2 separate regions of the Gossypium arboreum genome follow, and region 2 is linked to region 1. Evidence: chromatin contacts called from public Hi-C data. All regions are on one chromosome and are shown on one strand. Each heading gives the region's core, a stretch centred on a gene start, on an enhancer-like site or on the middle of the called end of the contact. The rest is flanking DNA. Distances are from core to core; before and after follow the strand shown.

The links. Hi-C and Micro-C count contacts between places; a contact is called where the count stands out from the background.
Region 2: a Hi-C map of leaf shows a contact between it and region 1, with 4 times the contacts expected there. The contact joins the promoter of LOC108450481 here to the promoter of LOC108466458 in region 1. A contact is called at or near these places in 2 of 5 Hi-C or Micro-C datasets (both in leaf).

The regions. Positions count from the first base shown.
Region 1 is chr2:95,356,073-95,362,500 of ASM2569848v2, reverse strand. It overlaps LOC108466458 (F-box protein At1g70590-like), which reads left to right and starts at 3,888. Exons shown (of 4, transcript XM_017766818.2): 1 at 3,888-4,496; 2 at 4,601-4,734; 3 at 4,845-5,027; 4 at 5,383-5,714. The coding sequence starts at 3,977. The coding sequence ends at 5,550.
Region 2 is chr2:95,823,792-95,830,219 of ASM2569848v2, reverse strand. It overlaps LOC108450481 (ARM REPEAT PROTEIN INTERACTING WITH ABF2), which reads left to right and starts at 2,644. Exons shown (of 1, transcript XM_017748129.2): 1 at 2,644-5,740. The coding sequence starts at 3,623. The coding sequence ends at 5,479. It overlaps LOC108449979 (amine oxidase [copper-containing] zeta, peroxisomal-like), which reads left to right. Exons shown (of 13, transcript XM_017747383.2): 10 at 68-208; 11 at 365-633; 12 at 715-796; 13 at 1,432-1,786. The coding sequence ends at 1,554.

The DNA of each region.
Region 1 (6,428 bases), core at 2,639-5,138:
TCTCACGTTAAAATAGAAAGTTTAGTTATCATAAGTAATGATTTAGACATTAATTAAAGGTGTTTAATCAATAATTTCTCTAAACCATTATGCGCAACTTTTATAATTTTTTTTCAAACTCAATCAATAAAAAATTGAGATATAAACTCATCAGTATTAGCAAGATGAATTGTTTCAATTGCATGATCTGAAATTGACTATTTAAACAAGCAATCTTACAAACGACAGGTTACAAATTGATAACACATATGTGATTATTTTGTAAATGCATCTAACAAAATCATATAATATCAAAACCACCCACATGGTTAATGAATGAGCCCATATTCGTTTCAGAAATGCAAGACATTAAATCTCAACTTAGGTAATGAGTTTCTAATAATCAATTTTCATTGAGAATAAGCAACATATGAGAATTCTTTTAAATTAAAGAATATTCTGGTTCTTTAATGAATGTCCATATGAATTCTTTTCACATCATATATGATCCAGGATAGTCTAACTGGTCATGCCAAGTAGTAAATGCATTTGTATAAGTAAAGAAGTTTACTTTAACATGTGTTTCAATTGTACTAAATTGTAAAAAATTAATAATTACTATAATTCCTTTTACTTTGTATCAATATATAAGTGCTATTGTGACATTTACTACTAGAAATATCTAAATCAATGTGAATATTATATCGTCACTAAGTCAACAAAATAAATATAATTTCCAAACAATTATATGCAATATTCACTTCAAGGAATATGCCAAAATCTTCAAATATCTAAGAGAATTGCAACTTCAAGTGCATCCAACCATAATGAGCTTTAAATAGAAGTATCATATTTTATTGCTCATAAATAGATCTTTCACAGTCAAATATTTTGCTTCCAACCCCTTGCTGGGGATGATGACAAAAGAATATCACAAAGATTATAAAATAAATATAAATTAACAACCCAATCCTCTCTTTTTCATCCTTTCAAAATAGATATATATAGCAATAGTAATTTATATGAAATATAATATTTTCCTCATTCACAATCTCAATATAAGATTCATTATAAATATATTTTAAAACCAATAGATTAACTATCACAAGATATTAATATATTAACTCTTCTAGAGCTTTCGACTAATTTTGTGCTATCAAATATTGGAATAATATTTGTTTGTTTTGGTACCAAATAAGATAAATACTTTCTATCTATAATGATAGAATTTATTACTACATTCTCATATCCTTTCTCAAAGAATATTAATGAAACAAAATATTTAGGCATATGCCACATATGTGGCCAATAATCTTTCATATCACATTAATAGCATAAATTATATTTATTCTTTAAAGAGTTATCTTGAGAACTCTCATTGTTCTCTTATTTTTTAGTATGTTCCCACTTTTAGTGGTCCATGATTATATCTTTTATTTTCTTTATATTTGCGTTTATTTTGGAGAATGCAATAGATTTACTAGGACGAACTTATAAACGTCCCAATAGATTCTTTATTTCATAATCAGCATCGCAAACATACGTGGAATTTAAATCAGAATCTATCTATTAATGTTGTCATGGTTAGTCTCCAATTCTAATAAACATGATATAATAAATAAAATATAGTAAAATATACTTGAAAATCTTTAACATCATCGTCATCACCATGATCCATTATGAGATTGAATCTTCAACATTTTGAAGATGAAGTTGTAAGGGTGAAAGCTTAAGATGAAAGAGGAATCGGATTTGGGGGACGATTTCAAAATATTTTAAAAGAAAAAAAAAATAGAGAATCATCCTGTTGATAACATGTTATAAAATAAAGAGGATGGAGAGAATAAAAAACAAAGAAAATATGTAAGTAAAAGAGAATGTACTTTATTGATCAAAATGATGATTACAATGCTTCATCAGAGTCTCTATTTATAAGCATAATAAGTATAAAAGAAGTAGATATATAATTCTAATTTCATGTATATTAAAACTTTATATTGATCATGATAGACATCCACTTAATAAGATATTCATAACAAAATTACATTTAATTCTACAATACATATAATATTAATATAAAAATATATACTAATATTTGATTAAATTTTGAACAAGAAATGAGATTTTTAAGAGGGTCAAAAGCGAGACTAGACTTGAAATTTTTTGACCCGACCACGGTGTGACTTATGGACAAATTTAAGAAAATAATATTTTTTAATTTTAAAATTTTCATATATTTTAAATTATTTTAAATTTCTCACAAATTTTTATATTTTAATTGAAAGTAAAAAATAATCTTTTAAAAGATTTAAAAATAAATTTTAAAAAGATTTTTTGTTGTAATTATTTTTTTAACTTTTAAAGAGTAAATATCAAATTGACACAAAATTATAAATAATGATAATTAAAAGAGTTATTCTACTCTTCTTTTTTTTAACAATTATCCTAATAGTAAAACTCATAAAGGGATCAAGATTTTCAAATAAAAAAGGCTTAAGGATGTAAAAAGCTGTCAAACTTTTTTTAAAAAGTAATTGAGCTCTTTTTTTTTTTTGCACTCAATTGAGTATTTAAACTTTCAAAATACATAAAAAATACCCTAAAACTTTTTCAAAAAATTAATCAAGCCATTGTTCTTTTTTAGTACTCAATTGAGTACTTGAGTTGTCAAAATGCATCAAAAAGGCCATCAAAATTTTTCAAAAAAAGCAATTAAGTATATATTTTTTTTATACTCAATTGTCAAAATACATAAAAATACCTTTTGACCGTAAACTTTATTAGTCAATTGTTAAAGTTAACGCCTTTAATGTTTTTAAGTTAGAACCACCCAGTGTCATAATCACTATGTCATATGTGACAAAAAATTATAAAAATAAAAATCAATAAATGTTATAAAATTAAACTTTAATAAAAATATAAAAATATTTAAAATTTACTAAAAATAAATAAGTAAACATCGTAAAAAATTATAAAATTTTATAAAAATCATAAAAATGCATAAAAATGTTCTTTAACCATTAACTTTGACTATTGACCGTTAAAGTTAACGATCCTTTTTTTTTTCTAGTTAAAGCCATCGCATGTCGCAACACAATGGACATGTGTCAAAAATGATAAAATAAAAATCAATAAAAGTTATAAAAAATTACAAAATGCTTCTTTTGGTATGATGATTTTTATAATTCTTTTATGAATTTTATATTTTTTACATTTTTATCATTTTCTTGATTTTATAAAATTTCTATATATTTTTTCTATATTTCTATATAATTTATAATATTTTTCCTAATTTTAATAAAAATTAAATATTTCTTATATTTTTATTAAAATTTAATATATTTTATAATTTTTATTTTTTATCATTTTTTGCCACATGCATGCTATGGCTGTGATATGTGGTGATTTTAATTAAAAAAAATAAGGACAGTTAGCTTTAACGATCAAATAGTCTTTTGGATGCATTTTGGCAATTGAGTGAAAAAAAAGTAGGGACTTAATTGCTTTTTTAAAAATGTTTGAGTGCCTTTTTAATATATTTTGACAGTTCAAATACCAAATTGAGTAAAAAAAATAAAGGCTTAATTACTTTTTTTTTTAAAGTATTAGAGTCTTTTTGATGTATTTTAAAAATTCAAGTATCTAATTGAGTGAAAAAAGGATTTAATTACTTTTTTTGAAAAAAAATGTGAGCTTTTTACACTATTGAGCTTAAACAAAAGCATAGAGATTTAATGTCTCAAAATTAAAGTAAGGACTTAAATTTTAAATTCTAGAATTCAGGGTCCTTTCACATATTTAAACCCTTCAAATATATTTTCCGGTCATGTGAACTATAATTAAAGTACCACGTGTCGAGTAACTGTGTTCCAAATTAAATATAGAGGTCACGTCATTCTACAAGCACTTGCTCCCATAGTTCTTTCTTAAAGAATAAATAAATAAATGCTTCCCCTGACGCTTTCTCCATGCGAACTTAGGAAAGTAAAGCAGCAACATGAACCAAAAAACATTGCTAGACCGATCGGACGCCTCCTGGTTCATTGCGTTTCCGTTTTCCAAACCCGACGGTAGAGATGCAAAGCCCAAATCTTCATGCTGGTCCAAGGTCAGTTCAGAATCGTCATCATCTCCGACCAACTATCCCGATTTTTCAGCTCTCCCTTTCGACATATTAACGAAAATCGCGGCGCCGTTTAATTTCCCGAATCTTCTAGCGGCGTCTCTGGTGTGTAGGTCGTGGGGCGACGCGCTTCGGGCTTTGAGGGAAGCCATGGTACTACTGCGTCAGGGGAAGCAGTTCAAGCACGGTCGAGGCGGTGTTGGGCGCAATTTGGAGAAAGCTCTCGTCTCTTTTCTGAAAGGCTCTGCGCGTGGCTCCACGCTTGCCATGGTCGATGCGGGGCTTGTTTACTGGGAAAGGGGTCAGAAGGAAGAGGCGATTGCTCTTTATCAAAAAGCTGCTGCCCTTGGTGACGCTGCTGGCCAGTGCAATCTCGGAATTTCATACTTGCACGGTATTTTCTCTTTTTTTTTCTTAATCGAATTTCATCAACTTTTTCTCAAATCCTAGCTTATAATTTAATGCCATACAGTTTGAATTCTTTTTAACGATATCCAGCACAACCTCAAAATCATAAGGAAGCTGTAAAATGGTTGCATCAAGCATCAATTGGGGGCCATGTTCGAGCTCAATACCAGCTGGCCCTTTGCCTACATCAAGGTCTTGGGGTGGAACAAAATCTTCAGGAAGCAGTAGGGGGTTCTTTGCTTACCGGTTTTAATTATATTCATAAATCGAGCGTGTTGTATTTGAGAAAACTTGGATGATAGGATTTATTTTGTTGGTTACTGTTGTTTATCAGGCTAGATGGTATCTAAAGGCTGCTGAAGGTGGATACGTGCGTGCAATGTATAATGCTTCCCTTTGTTATACATTTGGGGAAGGTTTATCACATAGTCGTAGACAAGCGAGGAAGTGGATGAAGAGAGCAGCTGATCGTGGCCATGGCAAAGCTCAATTTGAACATGGACTTGCTCTATTTTCCGTATGTCACTTTCTTTTTTCTTTGTTTAAAAATATAGAGAATAATAGAAACGTGTGTGAGATACTGAGTGTCTTTTAATAGCAAAAAGTAGTTCTCTTTGATATTTGATGAAAGGAATGTGATTTTCTGCTTATGTCACGTTGAAGTAGAATGGGGAAATATGATTGAGGGGGGAAAACAGAACCCTTCTTTTTCTTCCCTTTTTTGCTCGTATGCAGACTTGCTTCTGGTTCAAGTTTTTCATTTTTTGTTGGTGTGATTCTGATTATTTCTACCTTCTCAATGGCAAAATTGTGTGCCTATACCACTATTATATTTATAAGCTGATATGGCTGTGATGATAATATTTGGGCAGGAAGGGGAATTGCTGAAAGCTATTGTGTATCTTGAACTTGCTACACGTTCTGGTGAAACTGCTGCAACTCATGTCAAAAATGCAGTTCTTCAGCAACTCTCGGCAACTTCTCGTGACCGTGCCCTGCTTCTTACTGATAATTGGCGTGCTTTGCCTTCCTCCCGATGAGTATACCTACACTGTTTATTGAACTTTCTCATCTAATCCTGTAATTGCCTGTTACTTTCGGTTCTCTTGTTAAATGCTTGACGAGTGACAAGAAAATTATTAATATATTATGGTGTTGTCTCCTTTTTGTTTTCTGGTTCTAGTGTCATTGATCTTTTAGTAAACATTCAAATTGGGTTTTTGTTATTTTTGCCTTGACCAACGAAAAGGATGATGATAACCAAAGATTTCATCTTTGAATGTTTCAATACTTATATTGGAGGAAACGAATTTGCACTCTTGACCTAAATTTTATATGAAGGTGGGGCTTCCTTAGGCAACCATGAGGTTAAATAATAACATTATTATTGTATTCTACTTTGTAAAAAACCGTTAATGTTTTTTCTTATTAAATATGAGAAATAATATAAATAATATTTAAAACCGTACATATATAGATGTCTATTGTACCTACACTGCCCACCCCAACACGTCTTTCAGCGGAGCTGATCTCTTAGTGAGGCATGTGCACTTAGTGGGCTTGACTAAACTAGTGTACCTTCTACTCTTTTACCATAGGCGAACTTGAATCTGGTGAACTTCACAAAGTAACGCCTTTGTTGAACATTGTTGAACATATATGACAAATGGGAAGCTAAGAATCAGATTACAAGTTATCCTAAGATGTCATATTCTAAGATTCTTGCTGGAAGTATCCTTGATCCTAATCCTTGATCCTGTTGATAGTGAGTAGGATCAAATAATTAGATGGGGTAGTTGCTAAACCGTACCACATAGTTTGGGTAACAACAAAAGCTGTAACAAAGATTTAGTAACAACAAAACCTGCAACAAAAATAGCAGCTATACTACTGGAAAGGGCGATTTCAATTTTTCCCA
Region 2 (6,428 bases), core at 1,395-3,894, 470 kb before region 1:
TTTTGCTCCTTTAGAAATGTTAGGAGTTATTAAACGTAAGTTTATGCAAATACATGGGTTTGTACAGGTTGTTGAGGTGAATCTTAAAGTTGAAGAACCCGGGAAGAATAATGTTCATAATAACGCATTCTATGCTGAAGAGGAACTACTGAGATCTGAACTGCAAGCAATGCGTGATTGTAATCCGTTGACTGCACGCCACTGGATTGTAAGTAATTTTTCTCATACTCGGTTGTTTAAATCACAAGGATATACATTTTTACTGGTGTTTAATTCACAAAGGTTTTCTGAATATTGTGTGGATGGTGAGGTACTAATTCCAGTGACTTGATTGGTCAACTGTACTTTCTATTTTCGAAATTAGGTTAGAAACACAAGAAATGTCAACCGGACTGGGCAGCTAACAGGTTTCAAACTGGTACCTGGTTCAAATTGTTTGCCACTGGCTGGATCTGAGGCGAAATTTCTAAGGAGAGCTGCTTTCTTGAAACATAATCTTTGGGTCACACCCTATGCACATGATGAAATGTATCCAGGAGGGGAGTTTCCAAATCAAAATCCACGTGTTGGGGAGGGATTAGCTACTTGGGTTAAGCAGAATCGTTCTTTAGAAGAAGCTGATGTAGTTCTGTGGTTAGTAAAATCACATCAGATAACTTCATATGAAATCCTAGGCATTTTATTATCTAACATGTTAATTTTCCTCTGTATCAGGTATGTCTTTGGAGTGATACATATTCCTCGGCTGGAAGACTGGCCAGTCATGCCCGTTGATCGCATTGGCTTTATGCTTATGGTATACACTCATCCTAATAACATTCACTCTTTGCATCACTTGATTGCTTCATCATAATAGAATATATTAACATTCTTTTTCCTTTTCTGTTAATTCATCATTTTCATAACGATATCAAAGTTAAGGGTTACTCCATCTCATGCAAGTTTATTGCATAGGATCTTATTTTGGACTCGAAAAGTTGTCCATCGTCTTATGTAGTTTGAAGATGTTGTCTACACATTGTCCCTTTTAGACACAAATCGCTATCGTGGTAGGCTTGCATGTTAAACAAAATGCTTGACGTAGACAGCCTGCTCAAAATTCTAGTATTTGTGCTTTCGTATGCATCCCAACTCTTAGAAGAGGAGCGCAAGTCCGGATCATGCATTTCAAGCCTGTTCAGTTCACTTTTCTCTTTAGCAGCGTTAGTAAGTAGGAAGGGAATGACTCACCTCGTCAAGGAGACAACGTGTGAGTCATTAGGGTCCCGCTCTTGCGCTGCATTGTCAGAATGCTTATGGTGTGGATTTGCGCTTGCAATTGAAAATGCTATGCGGAAATTCTTCTTTTAAGTTGGACACAATATAGTAAGTTTACAGCTTGGTTGACAGAAGCATGATGTTAGAAGTTAACCATTGGTATCTGCAATGCAGCCACATGGTTTCTTTAACTGCTCCCCTGCGGTCGATGTTCCTCCTAGCACGACCGATCTGGAGCTCAAGGACAACGACATTGCAACAAAGCCTATCCAAAATGTGATAATTGCGAAGCTTTGATTTCATATCTGCAGTCTGCAAAATGTTTAGCAAACTACAAACAATTGAGCCATTGATTGGCCTCACGTTATTAGATAAGTATGAACATCTGGATTTGTTTGTCCTCATTTTTTAACCGCCCTTGAACATTTGTGATATAATTAACTCGGGTTGAATCCTAATGTAATATTTCACTCTGAATAATTGGTTCGATTGTAGTTAATTAACATTTAAAGTGTGTTAAAAAAAATAACTTCAATACAAAATATATATATATATATATATATATATATATATATATATATTGGTGCTATGGTATACCCGTTGTGCGGGTGAAAGAAATAAAATAACAAAGCAATTCATTTTCATTTTTTAGTCAAGTTGTTTTTAGTAACTAAATTTGGTCTTTTTTGCCACATTTTTATATTCATATTTTTTTCATGAATTTTCATCTCTATATCAATTTTTATTTTCATAAAATTTTTCCATTTAACTCATTTTTCAAATTTCTTAGAAATTTCACTAAACAATGTTAGATGTCTTATAAAAAATTTTTTGGGCTGTTAAAATGTCAATTAGCAAACCTACTCTTGTTCTGTGAAATTCTCACAAGTTAATAGCTTAATTAAAGGTAAAAGTTACAAGGAAATCATTGTAATGTAAGTAGATTGTAAATTTGTCAATTTATTAAAATGGTTAAATTAATCCCTTATGTTAGATTAAATATTAAATTGATCATTCTGTAAAAATTTTGTAAAATTCTATTGTTAAAAAGTGATCTTTATATATTAGAATAATGTATACGTGACATAATTATATGTAATCGTTATCCTTTACTCAAAAAATAAAAATTAGTCTTTATATGTTAGATTAAAGAGCAATGATCATTTTTTTAAAGTTTCATCTATTTTATTGTTAAAATTACCCCTATATGTTAAAATTAGTTATATAAATTTTAATAGTAGATAATTATAAAACTTTTAACAGAAAAAATAAAAAATAAAAAATAAACAAAATACAATCTAACTCTTACTATATTTTTAAAATTTTAACATTTTTGTAACATTACCTTATTTTTCTTATTTCAATTTTCCTATTTAAATTGCTAACAGTCTTAGGAAAAAAATCAAGGCATTGGAAGATGAAGCTCTTACAAAAATATGTGAGACTTGAGAAAATAACGTAGTGCCAACATCATCAACCTAGAAACGAATCAGAGGCGCTGTCGCGAAGCTAAAACAACCGTCCTACGACATCCCAAAATCGTGGATTTGACCACTCTAGCACCTCCTAAGAACCTCTCCAAACCACGAGCACTGAAATGATCAAAAGGACTCGAGCAACAAGATAGAAGCTTCCCTCATTCAAGAAAGAGTCGAACCACTTTCCAAGTCCAACCACGCCCTTAACTCCCCTGAAACAGACAATCAAAAGGTGTAAACCAAAGATCCCCCAAAAATAGGAAACAATTAAAAAATACTGTAAGAAGATTAAGCTAGATATGGGGAGAAAAAACCCTAGTTTAATCAGACAAGAGGCCAAACATTGCCCATGCAAAGAGCCAAAACAGCTTGGGAAACCCTAGAGTCGGCAAGTGTCGAGAGAGGGAGAATTTTTTTTTATGCTTAGGATGTTAAGATACTGTATAGGTACAGATTATATTCCGCATCCTTATAATGAAAAGTAAATCAAACCTCTTCATTAAACATAGATGCCAAATATGTTTTTCTAAAGAAGAAGAACCTTAATTGCCATTTTTGCCAGTTTCTTTTTTTTTTTCACATCAGAAAAAATAAAAAAAGGATCATTTTCCTATAATTTTGTACTCCATATGACATGAAAACATAAATCATTTTTCAAATAAAAAATAGCCAATTAATTCATCTCCTCTCTTAAAAAATTATAATGAAAATAAATTATTAAAAGAAGCCTGAGCTCAGCTCTGCTGCTGACTACACAAAACAAACATGCGAAGAATGAATGAGCAAACAGAACAGTAGACTAGATTGAGATTCTCAAAATCTGACTCTTCACTTCACTCATCCCCGAAAAAGGCACGAATTTTTATAGTAAAAGAGGCAACGTGTTGATGGGTTCGGTGGGGGAAAAGAGAATCGAGGACGACCTTTCCTATCCGATATTGCTTGCAGAACGAGTTCGCTCCGCCGCCGACGAGGCCGAGTCCTTTAAAGCCGACTGCTGGGAGGTTGGGAAGCAAGTGGATCGGCTTTCCCAAATGCTTCGAACCCTTGTCCGCTTCACCACCTCGGTTCAATCCCTCTATGAACGCCCGATTCGCCGGGTAATCGCCGAGGTTTCCAAAAACCTAGAGCGGGCCCTCACTTTAGTCCGGAAGTGTAAGCGCCATAGCATCTTGAGCCTTGTGGTGAGAATCACCAGCGCCGCTGATTTCCGCAAAGTGCTGAACCTTCTGGACGCTTCCGTCGGCGACATGAAGTGGCTCATGGGAGTCCTTGACGCCGAAAACAACGGCTCTGCTAGCGGAACCTTCCTTTCCCTCCCTCCAATCGCTAGCAACGACCCCATTATCTCCTGGGTTTGGTCTTGCATCGCAACCGTCCAAATGGGCCAATTAACCGACCGAATCGAAGCCGCCAACAACCTCGCTTCCCTCGCTCAAGACAACGACCGAAACAAAAAGATAGCCGTTGAAGAAGGCGGCGTCCCTCCTTTGCTGAAACTTCTTAAAGAAAGCTCCTCAATGGAAGCGCAAATCGCCGCGGCTAATGCCCTTCTTGTTTTGGCAAACGAACCGGAAAGAGTTCGCAGTATTGTTGAAGAAATGGGGGTCCCAATTGTGGTTCAAGTGTTGCGAGATTCTCCGATGAAGGTTCAAATCCCCGTAGCGAAATTGATAGCGAGAATGGCGGAGTATGATCCGGTGGCTCAAGAGGATTTCGCCAGAGAGAATGTGATTAGGCCGTTGGTCACTTTGTTGTCGTTTGAGACATTCGTGGACGATTCTGGTACTCGTTTGGGTAAGCAAAGCATCCATTCCATAGTTCAAATTAATAAAGAAATGGAGAAAAATTCTTGGACTTCATCGAATTCAAGGAATTATAGTTATGGACCCTATGCTAATTCATACTCAAATTTACACGTGGATGGTAGTACTAGGGGAGGAAACTATAGGAAAGAAAGGGAAAATGAGAACCCTGAAGTGAAAATTCAGTTGAAAATCAACTGTGCTGAAGCTTTATGGATGCTGGCTAAAGGGAGTGCTTCAAATAGTAGGAGGATAACAGAGACAAAAGGATTACTTTGCTTGGCTAAGTTGGTGGAGAAAGAACAAGGTGAGCTACAGTATAATTCTTTGATGACAATAATGGAGATTACAGCGGCTGCTGAATGGCATTCTGATCTTAGACGCGCGGCTTTCAAGATGAATTCATCTGCTGCTAAGGCTGTTATTGATCAGCTTTTGAGGGTGATCAAGGAACTGGATAGCCCTACATTGCAAATTCCGGCAATCAGATCAATTGGTTCTCTGGCGAGAACTTTTCCAGCTCGGGAGACTCGAGTGATTTGTCCTTTGGTGACACAGCTTGGTAACAACAATCAAGAAGTGGCAATGGAAGCTGCCATTGCATTGGGAAAATTTGCTTCTCCAGACAATTTTCTCAGTATGGACCATTGCAAGTCGATAATCGAGTTTAATGGTGTTCCACCTTTGATGAGATTGCTTACATGTGGCGAGAAGACACAACTGCATGCTGTGGTACTGCTTTGCTACCTTGCCATTCATGCCGGTGATCATAAAGCTTTGGAACAAGCTAGGGTCTTGACTGCCATTGAAGGGGCAGATCGAACAATGTTTGCACAACATCCTGATTTGAAAGACTTGGTGTCCAGGGCCATTTATCAACTCAACCTTTACCATACCCATACCGGAGTCCATCCTCAGAGGCAATTATATGCGCCTTAAATTATGCACCCAATATTTCCGTTTATGGTTATTTGTTTTGCTTTTCAGGTAAACCCTAAATTGGAAGGCAAAGCTAACAGGGCATACGCATAATAGATTTGGTAAGTTGGATGAAAAAAGTATAGGTTCAGCAATAGACAGGTTTCTGTTTAAGAACTATACGTTGTTCAAAATACCTTAGATGCTTTTATATGCCCTTTGATGGTTCAATTGTCTGAATATTTTCTTTCATGTTTATATGAGCAAATTGATTCCTTCAAACCTTTTCTAGTATTTTTATCTTCCTTGAACTTGTTACATTATTCCCTCATAGTTCTTTCTTACATTATTTTGTACGCTATGAATTTCCATGGACAAATTTTGAGGATAGGTCCCTAGTTGAGGTCGCCATCTGTTCCCCAGACCAAAAGTCTAGACAGCTCAACAACTTTAAATGCTTCCCCCAAAGACCATGGGCTGAGCTGATGTATGAATATAGGAAGGACCAAGGGAAAGCAAAGCAATCATCAAATTGATTCTTACCCATTGTTGCTAATAAATGTAAAAAGCCAATAGAAACAATATATCCTGTGTAGCCATCTCAAACATAAATGTTTTACCATCAATGGTGATTGATCAATTTGTCACAGTAATAACCATCGGTGCAATTGTCAATCCTAGTGTGAGAACCGTTCTACAACTATTTTTATAGGAAAAAAAGAAAAAAGAAAAAGAAAAAAGAGGGAGTTAAAACTTAAAACATGTTTTCTGGCTGTGCCACTCATACTAAAATATACCAACACTGATGGTTAACGAGCAAACAAGAAAATAAATGCCAATTGTTTCTAGTTTTCAACCCGAGCTTTATACGGGTTATTTTATTAAGAACAACTGAAAAAAAAATTATATCACATAAATTTAATAATTCCATAGTGTTATATATTTTTACGCAATGAATTTTTTAAATATA